Regions from separate parts of the Zea mays genome. Here region 2 is linked to region 1. The links are chromatin contacts, called in public Hi-C maps. All regions are on one chromosome and are shown on one strand. The core of a region is the stretch at or near the end of the contact, and the rest is flanking DNA. Distances in the headings are between cores, read along the strand shown.

Region 1 (6,143 bases), core at 1,784-4,283:
GCTTGGTGTGTCGCCTGTGATGCAGAGCGATGGTCGCCAGCAACGTTTGATGGCCGACGGCGAGACACCAGTGCGGGACCCTGGCGAGACGCGCCACGGGCGGGCTGGGAACCACCGCAGATTGCATCAAGAACTCTATTCAAAGATAAACGTTGATTCTTCGCCGTCGGCCGTGACAGGGGGGAAGGAGGCCGACCATCCATCGAGTCTGCCGTCAAATCCAGATCGGGATCAGTAGAACAAGGGAACGAAGGAGTAGTTCGACGTAGTACGGGCGACGTACCAGGGGATCTGCAGGATGGCGGTCATAGCAGGATCGGGACTTCAAAGATGACGGCAGCAAAGGAAAGAAACTGCTAGGTGAAAATTCCGTGGGAGTTGAGATAAGCGGGAACAGTATTGGGGCGCTCCTACGTGGGTCTCAAATATACTGCTTGTGATATTGGTCCCTAATTTTTTTTATGAATGTCATTAAAATAGGGTTCCTGTTGGACCTCTTTTTTCTTGTTCGGGCCGTATATTTTAAATTGTCCACGAGTTTAGGGCCTCTATTAGAGTTGCTCTTATTCACTCAAATCCAATGGATAATATTATTTAGATGATCACTCATCCATCCCTCTCTCCCTTTCCCGCGACCCAGCACCCGAGCCTCCTCACTCACGTCGACGTCGACTCCTCTCCTCCCTCATCGAGATCGTAGCGTCAGCACCACTATATGCTAAGATTTGATTTATTAAACAAAATAGATTTGGTAGACAAAATCGATGATTTTTAATAAAAATATCGTTTATAAAGCTAATATAGTAAACTATTGAAGATGAAAGTAAATAAAGTTTCTGCTTATTTTATTAACTCGTTAGATTTATTAGTTTAGCCAGTTAATTAATTGAAAACAAATGGTGTTGCTTGTATTATACCGCGTCTTTAGCCCCGCCGTTGAAAGGTCAAGTTCCCCGCCTTGGTAAGTGGAACACAGGAACCCCAACGCAGCAACGGTAAAACCGGAACAATATGAAACTACTGCCGGCTAATTGGCTAAACGTGGACCGGGGCCAAGCAAGTACAGTAGCCCCAACGCAAACACACACCGAGAGCGGGCTACCCAGATCCGAAGGCGAGCCGCTGACGGTTCGCCGGCTCAAGCCGAGCAAAAGGCAAATCGCTGTCGGCTCCGGTCGCGGACGCGAATCGCGCAGGCGCCGGACTTGAACCGCAGCTGATAGCGGAACCCAGGAATCGAATTTAAATCAGGAAACTGGGGTGGGAAATGGAGAGAGAAAAAAAAGGCAACGCGCCCGTGACTGTTGGCCCCAGAATCCCGATCTCGACGCTCCCGCGCCTTTTGCGTAAAGACCCCCCCGCCACGATTCGTTATCCCGCGCCTCTCCCGGTTACTTAGATGTATTCGCAAAAGTGCCCCTAGCCGGGTCAATTCGTGTGGCCCACCCCGTTTTGCGCCGCGCACCCCGGGAGAAGCCGGGCCTCGCAGATGCTCGGGACGGTTGGGTCACATGCTTGGTGTGCCTGCTTTGCTTCGGAGCGTGGCCTTTGTCCCTAAATAAATAAAAAGGGTGGTTGGGCGCACCGTACATTCGGGTCGACCGGGTCGGGTTGGCTTGGCTCCCGGTCCCCGGAACTGCGGTCATTCATTGCGTACGGCGCGCGTCGAATCTCAAGGCACAGCCCTTCCCAAATGCAGAATTTACAGGAATGGAACCGATATGCACTTTTCCCCTTAGTAGTAGCTATATAATTCTTTAGTTTATAAATTTTGTTATTGAGTAGTGCTATATGCGTAGCAGTGCATGCGGCGACAAAAAAAAGAAAATGAAATTAATAATGAAATTCTGTGAGGTTCAGAACCAACATCTTTTCACCCAGTTATTATTGTCCGCACCGAGCAGGCACGCCCTCGAAATCTTTTTCCAGATGGGAGAGAATAAACCTTTTTTTTAAAAAATATAGCTGGGTCCAACTCGTCGGCCTGACTAAAAAGAGACCCGCCGCCCGGGATAAAGATCGCCACTGACCAGTACAGCCAGCCAGACACACAGGTGGCTTTTCAAAGGTTTTAAAAAAAAGCAGTGCCAGAAATATCGAAGGGGGGAGACTGACTGGACCGCTGCAGGCCGTCGCCGTTCAACCACCACACACGCCCCAATCCACCCATCCAGTCCAGGGCGTGGACAAATAAAAGCAGGCAGGCAGGCGCGCGCGGACGGAGACGCGGCCACGCCCACGCACTTCCAGATGGGATGGCAAGCCTCACGCAGGCAGGCAGCCAGACACGCACACATCCCCGTCCATGCCATTTTTTAAATTCATTTAGGCCTTGTTCGTTTCCATCGGATTGCACCCGGAATAATTCCAGCTAATCAAAGTTTATATAAATTAGAGAACCAATCCGGTCAGGAATCGTTCCGACCCACCAATCCGATAGAAACGAACAAGGCCTTACAAGGTTTCAAAATATCAGAAATCACTCATAGGTAACGGAAATATAACTGCAACTTGGGCCGGTCTGTATTCAATTGAATCTATACGCAGCCACACGTTCAGGTTTGAAGAATTATACTCAACAAGCACTGCCGTCACCTACCAGCAAAGGCACAAAAGCAGGCGAGAGAAAATAGGCAACCGAACAAAAATGCACTTCTGAGGTCTGACGCCAGCGGGGCGAGAGTGCTGGCTGGAAGCCTGGAACACGAGACTCGACTACTCGAGCGGTCGTCCATGGTATGGTGCCTGCTCTGGTTATTCGCATCAACGGGCCGCCACGGGAGCGTGTGGACAATACCTCTGGCACCCGACGAAACTCTCAAACTACACCGCCCGCCCGCCAGCTCCGGGAGGTACCTGAGCTGATAACTATAGACCTCGATGCACCACCGCACTGGCGACCAAACCAAAACCGCCCGAGCAAACTTTTTTCCGGAAACCCCCCTGCGAGAAACGTCGTCCGCAGAGCCGCCCACCGCGTGCAACGCTATATAAGGTGGCCCCGAACTCGGCGACGCTGCGCACAACACCTCGCTTTTTGTACTCTTCCGTCTTTGCCCTCGCGTTAACGCGCTCGTCTCGCCTGGCCTAGCTAGCTGCCTGCCTTGGCTTGCTTGCTACGTCGTGTACTATACACAGCGAGAGGAAGGAGGAGCAAGAAAAGAAAGAAAAGAGAGAGAGTCGCTTCCTTTCCTCCAACTTATTCCATGGAGACCTCTTCTCACAAGCGGGCGCGGGAGGCGGTCGACCTCGCCGCCGCCGCCGGAGAGGCCGTGTGGCCGGAGGCCGACGCCAAGAGGCTGCGGCCGCAGGACCTGCTCGACATGCTCGACGACGACACCGAAGCGGCGGCCGCCGGCGACCTGGCGTCCGTCATGCGGAGCCTGGAGGAGGAGATAGCCAGCTTCGACGAGGCCGCGGAGGCGGCGCCGTCGCAGCAGCCGGAGCTGGGGTTCCTGCTCGAGGCCTCGGACGACGAGCTGGGGCTGCCGCCGGCGGGATCCGCCGCCGCCGCCTCTTCGGAGGAGGCCGGCCTCGCCGGCCCGCCGGAGCCCGCCGCCGCGCTCTACGGCCAGATCTGGGGCTTCGACGACGAGATCGACGGAGGCTTCGGTGGCTACTCGCCCGAGGCTGCCGCCGCGGCCGCCGCCGCCGCCGCGTGGGACGACGACGTCTTCGGCGCCGGCCTGTTCGCGTTCGGCGACGACGCGTGCGCGCCGTCGGATCTCGCGGCGCTGCGCCACGAGTCCATGCCCGCCGTCTGATGACGCGTCCCCCGTGCGTGCGGCCGCACCCAGGGGATTAGCCCCTATCTTTTTTTCTCGTTTTTATTTTTACCTTTTGGCTAACCTGAATGTAAAGTTTCTTAGGAGGGTTAAAACAGAGCCGTGCAAAACTTGGGAAGATAAGATTTCAGATAGGCGGAAGGTTCTGGAAATGGCCTCCCTTTTTTTTGTTTGCCCTCGGAATCTACCTCTCGCTTAATAGAAAAAGAAAATAAGAGGAAGCGAGTACATACATAAAGCTATTAAAATAAAAATAATAAACAGTGAAGCAAAAGACAGATGCCGACAAGTTTTCAAAAAACAGATGGAGGTGGGCGATTATACTGAGAGGAAAAAAATAATGTTTTCATGAATTGTTATCTGGAAAAAATACTTGCAAGGATCCAGCACTCCAAATTGGAATTGGAAGAGTCCGCGAATTTTCGCAACCTTTTAGACGGGGAAGAATAATTCTGGCTGCTACGGTTGACCATGAGCAGGAAACTGTTTTACATTTGCCTGGGAACGAGATTAAGTTAAGGGCATGTACAGTGGTATTTAATGTGGGAGCTCTTAAGGTGTTTTAGGGGGTTATTTGCAAAAAAATCTTAGAGCCGTCTCTCCGTGAAGAGACGCCTCTGGCTCGTAAACCAAGTAACAACAGACGCCTCACTTCCCACTATACAAATTTGTCGTCTGTTCTATCGATCTGATGCTATATAAATACATTTAATTCTGTATTTATTAATAAACTACGTTTATAGACACTCCATTGTACAATATAGTCTCTTAGTTGTCTCCTGTGCTTGGAGAACCGTTTTGGTGTCTCTCCACTGTACATGCCCTAACAGGGAAAAGACCGTGAGCCACCGGCTCGCAGGACTAGCCGTTCGCCGTTGTTGTGAGGTAGTCGCTGCGCACACAGGAAACGTTGTCCGGGAACAGCTGTGGCGTGGAGCACTGCCGTGTGCCCGTGTCCCTACTCCTAAGTCTTAACTGAACCTGACGTTTCCTCATTTTCTTATCGTCAGTTTATTGGGAAGACTTTTACCAAGCTATAGTTCATTTCATGATGTCAGGGAAGTATTTTAAAGACTGAGTATGGTCTTGGCACCAAGATCATCTGCAAGAGGCTAGCTAAGGCTAGCTAAATGACTCGTCAAGCCAAATTTTGGTAAATCAACATCAAAATAAATCTCCAACAGACTAGCTATCTGACTTTCAAATTAGCTCTCTCACTAACCAAACTTGACTAGTCACCTAACTAGCCAAAATAGATAGATAGTATGTTGGAGTTAAATGCTATATAAAAAGTGTAGTCTTTATAAAAAGATAAATAGATATTCAAATATAGATTAAAAAATAAAGAGTATCTCTTGGAGGTGCTCTAATACCAGTTTTATGTTTCATCTATCATCTATGAAACAATTACTCCACACTCATTCTAGATAATAAAGTGTTTTACTGCATACCTATACATAATTTTATGTGTTGTTAAAAATATCTATTTATGCAGAAAAACCAGAACACTATATAATTAAGAATAAAGAATCAAATTTCCTATATTACAAACGCGGTTCGAAACGAGGCCAACCAGGACGTCCACGTCATCAGAAAAATGTGAACCGTTCGATTTCTAATCGACACTTCCTATGCACCGATGCAACAGTAGTATTGGCGGATTAAAAAAGGAAATAAAAAGCAACCGTCTACTCTATCCAGAAGAGTGTCGAGAGAATTCTGCTGCCCTTCGGGATACTTCTCCTTCCACCTCATCTCACTTTCTCTCCCAGATATGTTTCATCTTCCTTCGCTTTCCTCCTCTCTACATTGCTCTGGATGTATGCGTAGCGCCTGCTACATCACCGAAAAGGCATCGCAGACCTTCGATCGTATCAGACGGTGGAGAGTAACACCAGCTCAAAACCCTAGCCTCCAACTCATATACCTGCTGCTCGCCCCGACGCGCATCAACTTCCGCCGCCGCCCCTTCCTCTTCGTCGCTCGCCTCACGCCTACGCCACCACCTCTGCCATGGTGCATCTGCCGCCTCTCCTCTCCACGCACCTGCGGCCTAACCGTCTGTTGCTGACCGTTTTTGTTGTTCTCTTAGGCCCCGAAGAAGGATAAGGCCCCGCCGCCGTCGTCCAAGCCAGCCAAGTCCGGAGGCGGGAAGCAGCAAAAGAAGAAGTGGAGCAAGGGTAAGCAAAAGGAGAAGGTCAACAACGTTGTGCTCTTCGACCAGGCCACCTATGACAAGTTGCTCTCCGATGTGCCCAAGTACAAGCAGATCACCCCATCCGTCCTCTCCGAGCGTCTCAGGGTAATGTACACCGCCTTCTCAGCTTCACATGGAGGGAACTATATATCGATTTCTGA
Region 2 (6,389 bases), core at 2,273-4,772, 41 kb before region 1:
AATAGAGAAAAGGAGAAGGGACTTGGCTGTGTGCTGCCAAGACCCAGCTCGGTCTGGAGCACCGGACTGTCCGGTGTGCACCGGACAGTGTCCGGTGCGCCAGGCTGGCGCGACTCGAACTGGCCGCTCTCGGGAAATTGGCCGGCGGCGTACGGCTAAAATTCACCGGACTGTCCGGTGTGCACCGGACTGTCCGGTGAGCCAACGGTCGGCCAGGGCCAACGGTCGGCCGCGCAATCCGCGCGGGACACGTGGCCGAGCCAACGGTCGGAAGACGGCACCGGACTGTCCGGTGTGCACCGGACATGTCCGGTGCGCCAACAGCGCCAGATCTGCCAACGGTCTGCAACGGTCGTCTTCGCCGTTTAAGGAAACAAATCGGGCACCGGACAGTGTCCGGTGTGCACCGGACTGTCCGGTGCCCCCGACGACAGAAGGCAAGGATGGCCTTCCGGATTTGCTCTCAACGGCTCCTAGCTGCCTTGGGGCTATAAAAGGAGCCCCTAGGCGCAGGGAGGAGACACACAAGCAACCTTTGAGCATTCTTGATCATCCACACTAAGTCTCTGCGCATTCGTTTGTGTTTCTAAGTGATTCGAGCTCTGTTCTAAGTGAGAACTCTGAGATAGTCTTGTGAGCTCGATTCCTGGCCGTGTGTGTGCGCTTTTGCTGTGGATTTGTGTGTGTTGCTTCCCTCCCTTACTCTGTGTTTCATTTGTGATCATATACTTGTAAGGGCAAGAGACTCCAATTTGTGGAGATTCCTTGCAAACGGGATAGTGAAAGGAAAACAAAACACCGTGGTATTCAAGTGGGTCTTTGGACCGCTTGAGAGGGGTTGATTGCAACCCTCGTCCGTTGGGACGCCACAACGTGGAGTAGGCAAGCGTTGGTCTTGGCCGAACCACGGGATAAAACCACTGTGTCACTCTGTGCTTGATTCTCTTGTGGTACTGTGTTTTGTTGAGATTGTTGAGACTTCACCTTAGCCACTTGGCAATAATCGTGCTAACACTTAACAAGTTTTTGTGGCTTAAGTTTGAAGTTTTTACAGGATCACCTATTCACCCCCCCCTCTAGGTGCTCTCAGTTATATTATCCCTCCATCTTGCCCATTTTGAGGACTCTTGCACATTTATTTAGCTGAATAAATCATTCAAACTAAAAGATAGAGACTTTACTAGTGAGGTGATTGTGATTTGATAATCATGAGATTAGTACCTCATTAGTGCATTGAGAGAAGCAAGTGTACATCCAATGTTCCTTGGTTAGGTTAAGTGAGAGTTTGTGTTTGTTACTCTTGATGATTGACATCACCTAAAAATCCTATCGGAGATCAAGAGTTTGGTTATCTCTAAACAGAGATCATGGTGGCCTAACTCAAAGTGCAAATAGATCATGGTTACTCTTGGTTTATCCTTTTCCCGATCTTGTGTTGTTGGTGAAAAATCTTTGATTACTTTGGGATGATTTGGTTTGGAGATTGATTGGTGGTGAGTTGCACTCTTCGGACCACTGCATACACCTAGTTGTTGCAGATTTTGATTGCGATTTGAGAAAAACTCAATTTGAACTCGTTCTAGAAAACTCTAACAAAGCCCTAATTTCTGGCTATATTTTAAAATATGTGGGTGATTCACAAGTCCGATTGAGCTCAAAATTTGGGGAGATCTTGGAAACATATTTGCTTAAGTGTGTGTAAAATTTCATCTCAATCGGAGTTCGTTTGGTTCAGTTTTAAATTCAAGAACAAAATTTTCATAGTGCTGAAAACAACAATTGTTGACGATACTGTATTGGACCGTTTTGGACTTTTTGGTGTCTGATTTGTGATCCGTTTGTTTTGCTGGTTTTATGCGAGTATTAGAAACATTTTGTAATCATGAGATCACTCGTTCGCTGATGTGTTCATGGTTTGGACAACTGCTTCATCTCAATTGAAGTGAAGAGTTCATTTTCAGTGTTTAGAAGCAAAATCTGATTGGCTCTCATACAACCCTATGGTCACGTTACCGGTCCTACACATGCACATGTCACGAAATGTCCATCACTGTAATCAGCTGTGAACTACGGTTTTTTTCCCCAGTTTTACTTCGTCTCTTCAGGGTTCTAGCGACACATTGCTCGGTACAACGCCATGCTGCTATCTAGTTCTTATCAGCCGGCTCGAATCATTCCCTATTCATTGCTGTATTTCCGGCAAGAATCCCGTTGCCGGAAACGCGACAGCGCAGCGGCCAGAAACCCACGCCGGATAGGGATTGTGTGGACGTAACAAGCGTGCCAAGAAACTGGCTGTAGCCCGTAGAGGACGCTGGCTGCTGTGCTCTTCTTCCTCGTCGGTGTCGGTCACAGATCAGAACGGCCGATATCAGAGTAGCAGACGGCCACAGCATCTCTTATCTTTGCATTACGCGGGGCAGGCATGAGGCATGCCGAACCGGCGTGCGAACCTGGGAAGTGTGAGAAGCCCTTTCACGACCACACGACAGAAAATGAGTGACGCGCACGTATGCGGTATGATTTGTCCTCAAGGCGCTGAAGATGGGAAACGCACGCATTGCAGAGCGTGCATGTGCATCACTAGTCTGCGGAGCCATCCATCTCTTTCTTGCAACAATAATCTGGAACTCAAAGTTTAGACCAAGCTATTTGGGACTGTACAGACGCGATTTAAAAATAGGAGCTAAAAACACGATCGACACACAAAAAAAAGGCTTGACAATTGACATGGATGATCGTGCCTCAAATTTAGACACGACAAGCGGTACGACACGACAAACTTAGAAGCTAAAAACCAACAAACTTAGGAGCTAAAAACCAACGACTTATTACTGTGCTTTTGGACTGTGCCATATCTAAGTATTTAGACACGTCTGAGCCTAACCTAAAATTATTTTGTGCCGTGCGCTAACCCAAAACATGACAATTTCTGACTGGCCGACTCAACTTTGAGCTCTACCATCCACCCGAAACTACTCCGAAACTACTACACCTCAGTCACAAAATATAATTCGGATAATATACATTCGTTAAGTAACATATAAATATAGTTTATATGTATGTCTATATTTATTATCATTTATATGAATGTGGATAGAAAAAAGTGGACGTGAAAGAACTATATTTTCAACCCAAACGAACATGGTTGCTGTAAGCCTATATATATATATATATATATATATATATATATATATATATATATATATATATATATATATATATATATATATATATATATATATATATATATATATATATATATATATATATCCGAAAGCAAAATCCCGCGTCCGTGTCTCGCGTATTGGAACAGTGCTACGTGCGCGACATGTGGGTCGGCGAGGGAGAGTTCCAGCCAGAGCCAGGTACAGGTACTAGAAGAGACGTACGGGGCATGTATGGTTGGCTTCTTGCGTTGCGTGCTACCCAGCGGCCGGCCGGCCGGGTGCATGCATGCCTCGTTCCGAGCCACGATTCCCCGGCCAGCCGTCGACTAGACTAGTAAGCATGGATCGCGGAGGCGTCGTACTCGTACGCGGAAAGCGACCGCGGCGCCGCGCGGCGTACGCACATGAACAAGTGACCACGCCGATGCGTGCGTCGTCGGGCCTCTTCTCTCCAGGTAATAAACAATCCACAGCGCGGCACACCCGGGATTTTGCATGAGACCAGGTAGCAAAATACTCCAGTTTGGTTTGCACGGACTTCCTCACTCTTTCCTGGTGGGACGTGCGTGTCTCGAGCTTTTTTCACTTAACCTTTAGGTACCCCTTTTCGGTTTTACTTTAATCCATGTGGATTGAAAGAGATTGAGGGCCCGTTCGGTTCACACGGAATGGAAGTCCGGAATTGTTCCTATCCAGATTGCTTCTCTAATTTGTATAAGTTTTGATCAATAAAAACAATTTTTGGTACATTCCTGTAGAAACGAACGGGCCCTGAGGGGGTTTCAATCCCTAGTTAAGGGCTTGTTCGTTTTGCTCTCAATCTATGTGGTTTGGGTGGGATTGAGTAGGTTTCAATCCCGAACAAGTCAAAATCTTTCATATATTTTTTTCTAATCCCATCCAATCCACATGCGATAGAATTAACCGAACAAGCTCTAAGTCAATATCTCTCAATTCGTATCAATCCCCTCCAATCCATATAGATTAAAAATAACCGAACAAGCCCTAATAGAGTTGTGTATGTTCTTATGGTGTTGTTCTAGTTCTTGGTAGCCGTCAATACGATTGATGTGTTGTTAGCTTGAGTGGAGGCACCTTTGATTGTGGTTCGAGCGACTCGCACTGGCAACGGGACTACGGGAGTTAGACCTAATCCGTGCTCGAATTAACTAATTGTGGTTCGGTTTAAGGTCAATTTAGTTGCTCGACGGTCGTGGAACCAACCCGCCAAATTTAAAGTTGCTTCTAGCACAAACACGGGGAACGACGGCAAGGGGGGACAAACATGGCAAATGAGCACCAACGACAATTTAAGGTAGTGTTTGGTTCGGTGTCAACGAGGGATGGGACATGATCAACCCTGGGCTGACTCTATCCCTTGTTTTTTGAGGAATGACATCATCCACCATTTTTAAAGAATATTTCTTGACCTTGACTCTGGACCTCTAAACCAAACGCGGGTCAAGTTAGAATGATATCATCCCATCCCTCTTCATCCTTCGCCGTCCCTCCATCTAAACACTACCTAAGAGCGCCTAGTTGAATTTCGTCGACTAAAGATCAATTAACAGATGTCTTCACAAAATCTTTGATACAACATAGTTTTGCATGTTGAGAAATAAGCTTAACATTCTTGATATAAATGACCTTACTTGAACATGAATTTGTGTTGTCCTATTCATTGCATTGCATTGTAAAATACACATGTTCAATTAATTTTCTTTATACACCGGGTTTGTCTAACCAAGCTACGACAATCACACATAAGCGTGTGAACAAACTTAGTTCAGGCTCAAATTTGAGAAGCAATGGATATAATTTCAGGTATTGCATTGTATATGTGTGGATATTGTTTTATCGTTTCTTTTCTGTTGGAATTTGAGCATCGACTCGCGGTCGTTCATCGATAGTAGTAGCATTTGATGCTCAAAAGTTTTGAAACCTTTATTGAATGACTATATGATGACTTCACACTCGGTCCATAGCCTAATCTATACCACTATATAATCCACCAGTTTTAACTTTTCTAAACCCACCCAAACAATTCATACCACACTCATAACTTTTACTAAGTCTACCAAACAAATTGCACTCAAACTTAACAAAACATAAAAACCAACAGTTTAGATTGATGCATAATTCATCTTCCTTAGAGCAACTCCAACCATAAGCCCCATAGTTGGGCCCTATTATTTAATTTAGCTACATGTTCTATTTGTTTAGGGCCCAAATTCAATTGTTTATTCCAACCCTAGAGCCTAAAATGCATTGCGTTTGCAACTAACCTATATTCCACCGTACGTATTCCCTTTGTTTCTCTCCAAGTCCACAGGCCATTTGACGCAGGCTATTCTTTGCGTCGACGCCTGGGAGGAGCCACCGCTCAGCATCAGCTAGGATCGCTACCTTTATTTTAGGTACACAGTGACAAGCAGTAGTTGATCGTGGATCCTGCTACAATCAATTTTTATGATTAAAACAGAGGTGGCCCAACATCCCCATTCAATGGTTTTGTCCTTTTTGAGCAATATATGTTGTCATCCTCCTAATTTGATGCAGGATGGTGTATGAAAGTAGGAGATCAAAAAGGCACCAAGAAGATGACGAGATTGATGATGACCTTGACCACATAATGGTTTTCATGTTGGGTGGATATCGAAAGAGGAAGAGTGAAGATGAGCGCAAAAAGTGTCGGGGTTCAGTTTTTGGACATGAGGTATATGATCGCAGTAGAGGAGAACATGATTTAAAATTATTCAATGACTACTTTGCTGAGCATCCAACATACCTGAGAAGTATTTCCGACGACTCTTTCGGATGAGTCGTCCTCTTTTCATGCGGATAGCTGAAGCTGTTAAACAACACGATCACTATTTTGCTTAGAAAAGAAATGTTGTCGGTGCTATTGGGTTTTCTTGTCTTCAAAAGGTGACTGCAGCTTTTAGACAGCTTGCTTATGGTGTTCCAACAGATTACGTTGACGAGTATTTGCGTATTGGAGAAAGCACAGCTATCGAGAGCCTACGAAATTTTGTCAGGGCAGTGTGTGAGGTTTTTGGACCAGAGTATCTGAGACCACCAAATGAAAGTAATACAACTAGGTTGCTTGTTATTGGTGAACAATGTGGATTTCTTGGAATGATCGGTAGTGTTGATTGTATGCACTGAAAGTGGAAAAATTGTCCTACAGCTTATCAAGGCATGTATTGTGATCATGTG

What was found. A called contact is a pair of places that touch in the nucleus more often than the background predicts.
Region 2: a contact with region 1 is called in a Hi-C map of leaf mesophyll, with 4 times the contacts expected there. The contact joins the enhancer-like site here to the promoter of LOC100278084 in region 1. A contact is called at or near these places in 7 of 25 Hi-C or Micro-C datasets (bundle sheath, ear, endosperm and 3 more).

Annotation. Positions count from the first base shown.
Region 1 is chr3:22,625,953-22,632,095 of Zm-B73-REFERENCE-NAM-5.0, reverse strand. LOC100278084 reads left to right here and starts at 3,033. Exons shown (of 1, transcript NM_001151477.2): 1 at 3,033-3,905. The coding sequence starts at 3,207. The coding sequence ends at 3,764. It overlaps LOC103649848 (a long non-coding RNA gene), which reads left to right and starts at 5,496. Exons shown (of 5, transcript XR_563746.4): 1 at 5,496-5,801; 2 at 5,878-6,087.
Region 2 is chr3:22,666,819-22,673,207 of Zm-B73-REFERENCE-NAM-5.0, reverse strand. No RefSeq gene overlaps it. Among protein-coding and RNA genes, the nearest start is that of LOC100384137, 15 kb to the left of the region's middle. Within about 2 kb of position 3,522, at least 20 of the 20 cell types and tissues checked have an H3K27ac peak or open chromatin away from gene starts, as enhancers often do. A contact at or near this core is called in bundle sheath, ear, endosperm and 3 more, where this site is marked.